2 separate regions of the Mus musculus genome follow, and region 2 is linked to region 1. A link is a contact called in public targeted proximity ligation data. All regions are on one chromosome and are shown on one strand. The core of a region is the stretch at or near the end of the contact, and the rest is flanking DNA. Distances in the headings are between cores, read along the strand shown. Region 1 has its middle 20 kb from the start of Ccdc88b. Region 2 overlaps Mark2 (MAP/microtubule affinity regulating kinase 2).

The links.
Region 2: a targeted proximity ligation map of pancreatic cancer cells shows a contact between it and region 1. A contact is called at or near these places in 1 of 39 promoter capture datasets (cranial neural crest) and 2 of 130 datasets of targeted methods (embryonic stem cells and pancreatic cancer cells).

Annotation. Positions count from the first base shown.
Region 1 is chr19:6,875,753-6,880,366 of GRCm38.p6, reverse strand. No RefSeq gene overlaps it. Among named protein-coding and RNA genes, the nearest start is that of Ccdc88b, 20 kb to the right of the region's middle.
Region 2 is chr19:7,301,281-7,305,829 of GRCm38.p6, reverse strand. The region is part of intron 1 of Mark2 (MAP/microtubule affinity regulating kinase 2); the gene reads left to right. Gm17227 (predicted gene 17227) reads right to left here. Exons shown (of 2, transcript NR_167892.1): 2 at 1,467-1,955. Among named protein-coding and RNA genes, the nearest start is that of Gm17227, 5.9 kb to the right of the region's middle.

The sequences.
Region 1 (4,614 bases), core at 1,972-4,471:
ATAAAACCTTTTTAACCCATAAATATACTCCACAAAGAGACTAGGAACTTTTCTGATTTTTTTTTTTTGGGTTTGTTTTTTGAGACAGGGTTTCTCTGTGTAGCTCTGGCTGTCCTGGAACTCACTCTGTAGACCAGGCTGGCCTGGAACTCAGAAATCCGCTTTCCTCTGCCTCCCAAGTGCTGGGATTAAAGGCGTGTGCCACCACTGCCCAGCTAACTTTTCTGATCTTTATATGGTATATCATTATAGAACATAGCAGTTTTCACATATGATCAGGTTTAAGCTGAAACCAGTGTCAGGACAGGGGAAGGTTAACAAGTTGAGAAAAATGGCAAGGGGACTCTTATCTGCTTGGCTTGTCGGGCTGGAAAGGAGATGGGTGTTAGAGCCTTGCTGGAGCTCAGGCAAACTGAAAGGAATGGTGGGTGGATTTCAAGAGCCAGTGATTCTTAACCTTTTTAACATTGTAAACCTTAAACAATTTTAAATTAACAAATTCCTTAATTTTTATTCCTGGTATCATTACCATAATTTATAAAGCAATATACCTGATGTAATGAAAAGAAAAAGAAAAAGACAAAACAACAACAGATAAAAAAATAAATACCTCAGGGGGAAAATACCTCAGGAATGTATATCTAATTGACATTATATTTCATCAATCAATAGCTGTATTTTTAAACAAAAACCTTCTGTTGTCATATTCGTTATTTCCATTATCAGATCCATAGCTATCATAATAGGGATTGACTGAGCATTTTTTAAAATATCATTATTGTCCCCCTTCATAGGTCCTTAATTTAATTGCTGTTGTTCATTATAATTTCTAAACCCATTATAGTTTCTATCACCATTATAGTTATTATCATTAAAATGTCCTCCTTCATTGTAACCATCATATATGAATAAAGACATCATAATAAAATATTTAATAAAATTTAAGATGTCCCATAGCTCTATATGTTTTAATATTTTAAAAAGTTGTTTTTGCAATATCAAAATAAAGTATCTTTTTAAAAGAGTGAAAGCATAGAGCATAACCACAATTTTTGGAAGACAAAACCAATTGTTTGTTTGGTTTTGGTTTTTCGAGACAGGGTTTCTCTGTGTAGCCCTGGCTGTCCTGGAACTCACTCTGACTCCTAAGTGTTGGGATCAAAGGTGTGTGCCACCACTGCCTGGCTTAAAACCATTTCTTTTTAACAGTTTAAATAATCTGGTGTTCCTAAAATCAGTATCAAGAGCAATGCGAGCAATACCAAATGTTACAAAGTTTGGCTGCCGGCAAGAAAAGTTCTTGTATAGGAATGTATCAAGGTGCAGCTTTAAAACCTCACTAAAGAAACATTGTTTTAAATCCTATCTTTTATAAGGCTGACTTTTAGGACAGGAATTGCATAAAAATATTATCCCAATTTAAAAGTATACTTAGGCACCTGTTTCCCAAGGTCGGCTCATGCCCTGTGTGTTTGCCCAGAACGGCTCTAACCCTGAGTTACTAGTTTTAAGCTGACTTTCTGTTACAGATGTTACAGATTTTTAACCATACCCAATAATTTATAAGCCAATAATCTATAACTATAAGACTAGTCAGAAACAAAGATGTATACACTTACACATTTAGACAGACAACATTTTTCTTACTCTTTTCTTTCTTTCTTTCTTTCTTTCTTTCTTTCTTTCTTTCTTTCTTTCTTTCTTTCTTTCTTTCTTTCTTTTATATGAGTACACTGTAGCTGTACAGATGGTTGTGAGCCTTCATGTGGTTTTGGGAATTGAATTTTAGGATTTCTGCTTGCTCTAGTCAACTCTGGTCCCTTTGGTCAACTCTGCTCACTCAGTCCCTGCTCTCTCCAGCCCAAAGATTTATTTATTACTACACATGTATACACTGTAGCTGTCTTCAGACACACCAGAAGAGGGCGCCAGATTTCATTATGGGTGGTTGTGAGCCACAATGTGGTTGCTGGGATTTGAACGCAGGACCTCCGGAAGAGCATTCAGGGCTCTTACCGGCTGAGCCATCTCTCCAGCTCTTTCTTCCTTTTTTCTAGCTGTAACTTGAAGGGAAGAGCTCCATCTGCTGAATCCAGTACTCATGAGTGCAGAGGGTTTGTAGAACCAGCCATAGCTTCCTTACCAGATGAGCAGAGATGCTGCTGCCACCTCCTCAAGAGCGGCTTGTGCAGACCAAGCAGCTTCGGAGGGCTCCTCTAGCAAGGCTAGACCCTAGCTGCAGATGCAGGCCTCCAAGGACAGTTTATCAGTTTTTGTTGTTCCCATTCAGCTATTTTTTTTCTAAAAATCCTTGAAATGAGTTAAAGCTCAGTCAAGGGGCAAACGGCCAGCAGATGAGGTCTTAACCATTTTTTCTTTAAATATGAAACACAGAGCAACAATCAAGCAACTAAACAAAATTACAGACATAAACTGACAGACATAGACAGACCAGCATGCCAAAGGCAACCAAGAGCTGGGGAGGAGAGGGAAGGGACCCAGATGTCCCACCAAAGGGACTCAGATGTTCCATAGTGAAGGAGTTAAAAATAGAGGTGAGAGGAGCCAAAAAAAAAAAAAAAAAAAAAAAACCCAAACCAAAGTGGATGACGAGTTTCAAAGACCAAGTCCAAGTCTGGAGGGGTGGATTGTACTCCAGCTTCTTGGCCAACAGAAGAATCAGAGCATCCTCCATCCTCCCGACCCAAGGGGGCTATCTTGTCCAGCTGCCTTCACTTGAGTCACCAAAAAGCATCAGAAAGAAGACCAAACCAACAAAAACCCAAGACTGAACCAGGAGAAAGAACTGCACAGGTACCAAAAAAACCCCTTATCTCCTCACAGAGGGCCCAACTGGCTTGGTGGCATTCACTGTCAGCAACTGAGGGGTGCTCGAGAGTAGGGGCCTTCATGAGCAGTGCACCAAATGTTGGGGTCCAGGAGACGCCCCACAAACCACACAGACACCGATCTAGTTCTACAGGGATGGTTTATGGAACGTATACCCTAAGACTGATATGATAAATCAGGAGTGTAGCTCAGAATCTGGGGGCTGAGGCTATGACCCCCAACATCTTTCTCTGTCAGTTTATAAAGGCTAAAACCTCAAAAACTACAGTGAGCTCATACCCAGGCACCGGAAGTGCTGTCTGGTGGTCAGCTCTGACTCAAGCCATTTTACACATAACAGCTCATACTGACCTTTAATTTGATGGGTCCTACATAAAGTTTGTGGAATTTCTTAAGATAACCTCATAGAGAATGTAACAGGATATGTGATCAGCATGACTTTGCTCTGAGTCATTATTTTTCTGTGTCAGTGACTGGCAGGCACATTATGAAATAGCTGGCAGGCATGGAACAAAATGGCTTACAGCTATGCTGGGGGTTGGGAGGCAGATCTCAACAAATCTCATTGGACAGAATTTAGTCATGTGACCCAAACAGCTGTAAGGGAACTGGGAAATCACTTCCAAGCTGAAACTGAGGGTGATGCTGCTATGGGACATTGGGTAGGAGACAGGACATTGGGTAGACAACAAGAAGTATTGGCTACTCAAGGGTCATTTCTGAGGGACCTTTGAGAAACCCATAGTTTCCAAATAGTATTGTTTCTACCAGCCTTGGAAGCCAGGCATGGTGGCACACACTCACTCACACACTCACACAGCACTCAGGAGGCATAGCCACAGATTTCTGTGAATTCAAGACCATCCTGGTCTACGTAGTGAGCCCCTGTCTCAAAACCCCAGCTTTGGAAGTGGCATGTGTGGAGCTGTCCCAGGTCTCAGTGTGGCCTCATCTCCCTGGTGACCCTGCTCTGTCTCTGTCCTCACAACCCTGATCTCTGTCATCACCCTAATTCTCCTGCAGTGGGTCTTCCAGAAGGGAAGATAACTTTCAGGAGTCAGTCACCACCATCCCCAACCCCTGTGGGTCCTGGGGCTGAATGAACTTAGGTTTGCTCTGTTTGCATCTTTACTACATCTTCATGCTGGCTTTTACTTCACACTGTAGGTCAGGTTGGCCTCAAAATGACTATGTAGTCTATAATTGAAATAATCCTCCTGCCTCAGGCTCCTGAGTGCTGGGGTTACCGATGTGTGCCACCATGTCCAGCTCCTAATATGGATTCTTAATATTGGGTACTTCACCCACTGGGAAGCTATCTCTGTTTTGGGATGTCTAGGGTTTTACATTCTCACTTCCAGGTCCCCTCACAGTCATACAAGGTGCCCTGCCTTCAGCAGCACTCAGCAGCACTCTGTCGTGAGTCTTCTCTGAGTCTGTCTGGCACCTTGGATGGATGTTCTAAGATGTGGGAACAGTCTGTGCTAAAGCCTAAAGAGAGGAGGATGCGGGAAGTCTGGGCGTAGTGTGGCAGAGGTGTGGTTCTCTTGGCTTCTCGTGGAAACCTGGCATCCTCAGCTTTTGGGTGAGCAGCAGCTTCAGACACTTCTGTTTCTTTCCTCTTGGACTCCGAGCGAGGCTGGGTTGCTAGGGCAAAGGTTTGACTTTTTTGTTTGTTTGGTTTGTTTTTAAGTTTTTTTTTTTTTTTTATGTAAGTACACTATATGGTTGTGAGCCTTCATGTGGTTGTTAGAACCCTTCATG
Region 2 (4,549 bases), core at 1,965-4,464, 430 kb before region 1:
GGATCCAGGCATGACATGCAGCTGTTTTAGGGAACTGTCTGCGACAGATGTTGGTAGCTCACAGGAGAGCAATACTAATACCTCTGAATCTTATCTTCCTAAATAGATATCCTGTTAGTGGTGGGCAGGCGGTGATAGGAGCCTGTCCCTTTGGAAGGGGCAGTCAGGAACTGAAAGTGTAGCTGAGCTGAGCATTCACTATCACACATGCACATACACACAAGTTCTCCTCTTCAAGGCTGAAGGGCAGCCTGAGCTTTTGGTAAGTATTGGAGTATACCCATGCAGCAGTGTGTGTGTGCACTTGTGTCTGAAACACTAGTCCTGTTTTCTTTTTCTTTCTTTTTTTTTTTTTTTTTTTTTTTTTTGGTTTTTCGAGACAGGGTTTCTCTGTGTAGTCCTGGCTGTCCTGGAACTCACTCTATAGACCAGGCTGGCCTCGAACTCAGAAATCCGCCTGCCTCTGCCTCCCGAGTGCTGGGATTACAGGCGTGCACCACCACGCCTGGCCTTAGTCCTGTTTTCTGCTAGGACTATTCATGTGCAGAGCTTCCAGACCCATATATCTATAAAGGGCTGGCAGGCTGGCAGCACTGTGCCTGAGGAGCTGTGGTGCAGTCTGGGTTTTTGTAGGGTGGGATGTTTTTGTTTAAAGTGCTTTTTGTCAGGGGAGCATGGAATGGCCTTTTATGGAAAGGAGAAAACAGTTGAGCTACTGGGAGCCGTCTCTGGCTCTTTAAGAAACCCAAATCCCTGTCTGAGTTGTATGAGATGACCAGAACTTGGCCTCTGACTACAGAGCTTTCTTTATCTGTGGTAGTTATTGGGTAAAGAAGTTCAGGCTGTGACTTCTGGCAACACAGAGGATGTTAGGAAGCGTGGAATTATGGTAGTGTCAGCTAGTGTACTTGAGCATTTAGCACAGGCCAGGATTAGTCAGAGAGCTTGGAGTGGAGTTGGATATTTGGTAACTTCTGATTTATTTCTCTCTCTCTCTCTCTCTCTCTCTCTCTCTCCCTCTCCCTCCCTTCTCTCCCTCTCTCTCTCTCTCTTTCTTTCTTTCTTTCTTTCTTTCTTTCTTTCTTTTTTTATTTTTTCGAGACAGGGTTTCTCTGTGTAGCCCTGGCTGTCCTAGAACTCACTTTGTAGACCAGGCTGGCCTCGAACTCAGAAATCCGCCTGCCTCTGCCTCCTAAGTGCTGGGATTAAAGGCATGCACCACCATGCCCGGCTGCGCTCGCTCGCGCTCTCTCTCTCTCTCTCTCTCTCTCTCTCTCTCTCTCTTTCTTTCTTTCTTTCTTCTTTCTTTCTTTTCTTCTTCTTTTCTTCTTTGGTTTTTTGAGATAAGGGTCTCTGTGTAGCCCTGGCTGTCCTGGAGCTCACTGTGTAGACCAGGCTTGCCTCAAACTCAGAAATCCGCCTGCCTCTGCCTCCCAAGTACTAGGATTAAAGGTGTGCGCCACCACTGCTGATTTTACCGTTTATTAAGACTTGTGTTTAGCAGCTTCTTTATTCCTGCCAGACTCTTTGTCTTTGATGAGTAGCATGGACTAGGTAGAGGAATAGGACGGGACAGTAGTACTCTTGTGCCCAGCTTGATTGTAATTCCAGGTAAGTTTTCCATGCTCATTGCCAATTAGAACTTCCTTTTAGAATATGGCATTCACATTCCTCTCTTGGGGTTCTTTTCTTCCCTGTCTTCAATAAATTCAGAGGTGGGTAGCTACAGACTTGGCTGGCTGCCTCCTTCAGCAATCAGCGTCCTCTCAGTCTGTGTAACGGTCCATCTAACAAGACGCAGAAGTGACCCATTTCTCTCCAAGGGTCGTCCTGCACGTCCCTGTCAGAGGCCAGGAAGCCCAGAGCCAGATTGCTGCCACCTGGCTGAATTGGCTCTTCCCTGCATCATTCACTTCTCTTGGAAGCTGAAATAGTCATATTGTCTTCCTGGGACTCTGAAAAGACACACGTAGTAAAAGATGACTGTGATCTGTATTGTACACTGTAACCCCTGGCTGAAAGTACTTGCAGCTAGGGCCTCTCTAGAAACAAAATGGCCATTACTGTCAGTAATTGAATAGTTGCCCACCCCTCTGACTCTAGGTCTAGAGTGAGAAGCTGAGGGCCTGAGTCTTACTGGGAGGCTTCAACTTTCCAGTCTTCACCTAACTGCTGACAACCAGCCTGCCTAAGATACCTGTTTTAACTGTGGCTACTTAGGGTACAGCAATGTTTACCTTCAGTCCAGGATGGCAGATAGACACATCCCCCTTGCTTTGATTATGCTATAGGGAAGCCAGCTATTCTTATATTGGCCCCAAATGTATCAAGACACTGTCAGAGGCTCACTTCCCTCCCTCTAGTTGGACATTTTCTTCCCTGTTCCTCTTGCAATAGCTCTTCTCTTCTGTGAGGCAGCAGACATTAAAAATGCTGGTTTCTATTTGGGTTCCTGTCTCTTCAGTCAGTCTCTCCTATTTCACTGCAAGCCCCAGCCATGCCAGGAGGTTTTGAAGGATCCTTATTCAAGTCCTCTGTGTCACACTGTCACCAAGATTTAGAAGATTAAGGTACTGTGTGTATGGTACCCAGAGAGCAGTGGCCCATCAGTGGGGTCCTAAGAGAATAGCTACTGTTGGTAAGGGTTTCTCAGAGGGAACTTTAGCACTGCTGGACAGGGGCCCATCATTAGGCTCATGGTAGAACCAGTACACCACTGAGCTCATCCCAAACCCCACCCCAGCTCCTAGAAGGGAACTTAGGATGAGTGGGGAATTTTTGGAGGAACGCACTGTAGCCCATTATGCCTGCCTGAGTGTTTTCTTTAGTTAGTCCCAGAAGCTAGCATACATATAAAGTCCCAGATGCCAAACAATAAAAATGAAAGGACACCCCCTCTTTTTCACAGGGTGCTTGCTGAAAGCTGTACTGGACTGTGATGGTCCTGAGTAGCAGGTGTGCCCAGGATAGCCAATGCAGTGGATTTACTCTGTGGTCTGACAGACCCCCCCCCCCTTCCATGGCTCAGGTTTTCTCCCATTCTAGTTGGCTGTCTACAGAAGATGGGCATGTAGCACCTCTGCCTATTAGGGCAAGTGAGCCTGGTTTCTGGACAGAGCAACTGGTTAAATGTTTAACAGTCACTTCAAGGGAGTAGTCACACTGTGGAAAGTCTGGTCTGATGGAGGCAGTTGTGAGGCCAGATTAGTAACAGCCCTGGGTGGTTTCTGAAACCTCCTCCTCTGGCTGACCTCTGGCCACAGTAACTTGTAGGGCAGTGAACGGGCCTGGTGGTTTTCCTCTGTCTTGCTTCTTCAGCTCCCTCTGTGAACTTGAAGGATAGGAGGCAGTAGTTTTTATTCTTGTAGGAAAAGGTGAAGTGGAAAAGAGACATGACTTTTGTTCAGCACTTTCCAGCAGCTTCTGGAATTGGGTAAGACCTGGAAGCCTGCTTCCTGGCCTGGGGCTGGCTGAACTCCTAGGCAACCTCCATAAGGATGCCACATTAGGCAAGTCAGAGCAAAGGGTTAAGTCCATATCAGTTGCATAAATGCTGAGGTAGTTTTTTGGTTTTTATTTTTTATTTTTATTTCTTAAAAATCTCATGCTTCTTTGTTGCTTTGCTTTGGCAAAGCCCCAGGAGGAGCCGGGAGATCCTGGGAGGAGATGGTGTGCTGGGTGAGTCACTGAGCTCCCCGCCGCCATCGCTGCTGTGTTTAGTTCATGCTGCCTCACTGTAGCAGGAGGCATTCTGGGAGGGGCAGGGTGGGAACGCAGCTCTGTGTAGTGGGACAGAGCAATTTGGGAGTATCCTAAGGTTGACAGGGCCTGTAACCAACCAGAGCCCCAGTTCAAGCAGTAAATGTAGCAGATACGAATGTCTCCTGCAGTCTTTATGCAGTAATTGTCACTTCTCTGATCAGGAGCTTTTTGAAATAGTTCACATTGAATTTCATTCTCTGCAACACATGCTGTTTTCCTAGCAAACCAGGAGGGACTGAATGTAGGAAGGCAGAGAGAAGAGCTGTCTAAAGTGGGAGGCCTGATTGCCACGAGAGGCAGGAGATTCCCCCTTTGAGGAAACAGGGAGCCAAGAAGTAAGCAGATGAGATATGCCACCTTGCTGATCCCTAGCTGTCTATGATCTCCAGTTTCTATTAGTGACTGATGGGCAAGAGCCCACTTGGTTGTAAGCTGGGAACATGATCTGAAGACATTTCAACTCTTCCCTTTTTTTGAGTCAAGTATTGTAGGTTGACCATGAACTTGCCCTGTCTACAGGAAATTACCTTGAACTCAGAGTCCTACTTCCACTTTCTGAGGAAAGTTTTATAGTTGTCTACAATCTCGTTTTTACAGTGCTGGTATTGAACCCATGGCCTTTTTGTATGCTAGACAAGCACTTTATTGTTTCTCCTATGGCAGACAGCAGGCTAGCTAGCCCATAAGCCTCCCTGGCCGTTTTCCTGTCTCTGTCTCACATCTCTCTATAGGGATATTGGGAATATAGATGCACACCATCATGCCTGGCTTCCACATGGGTTCTGGA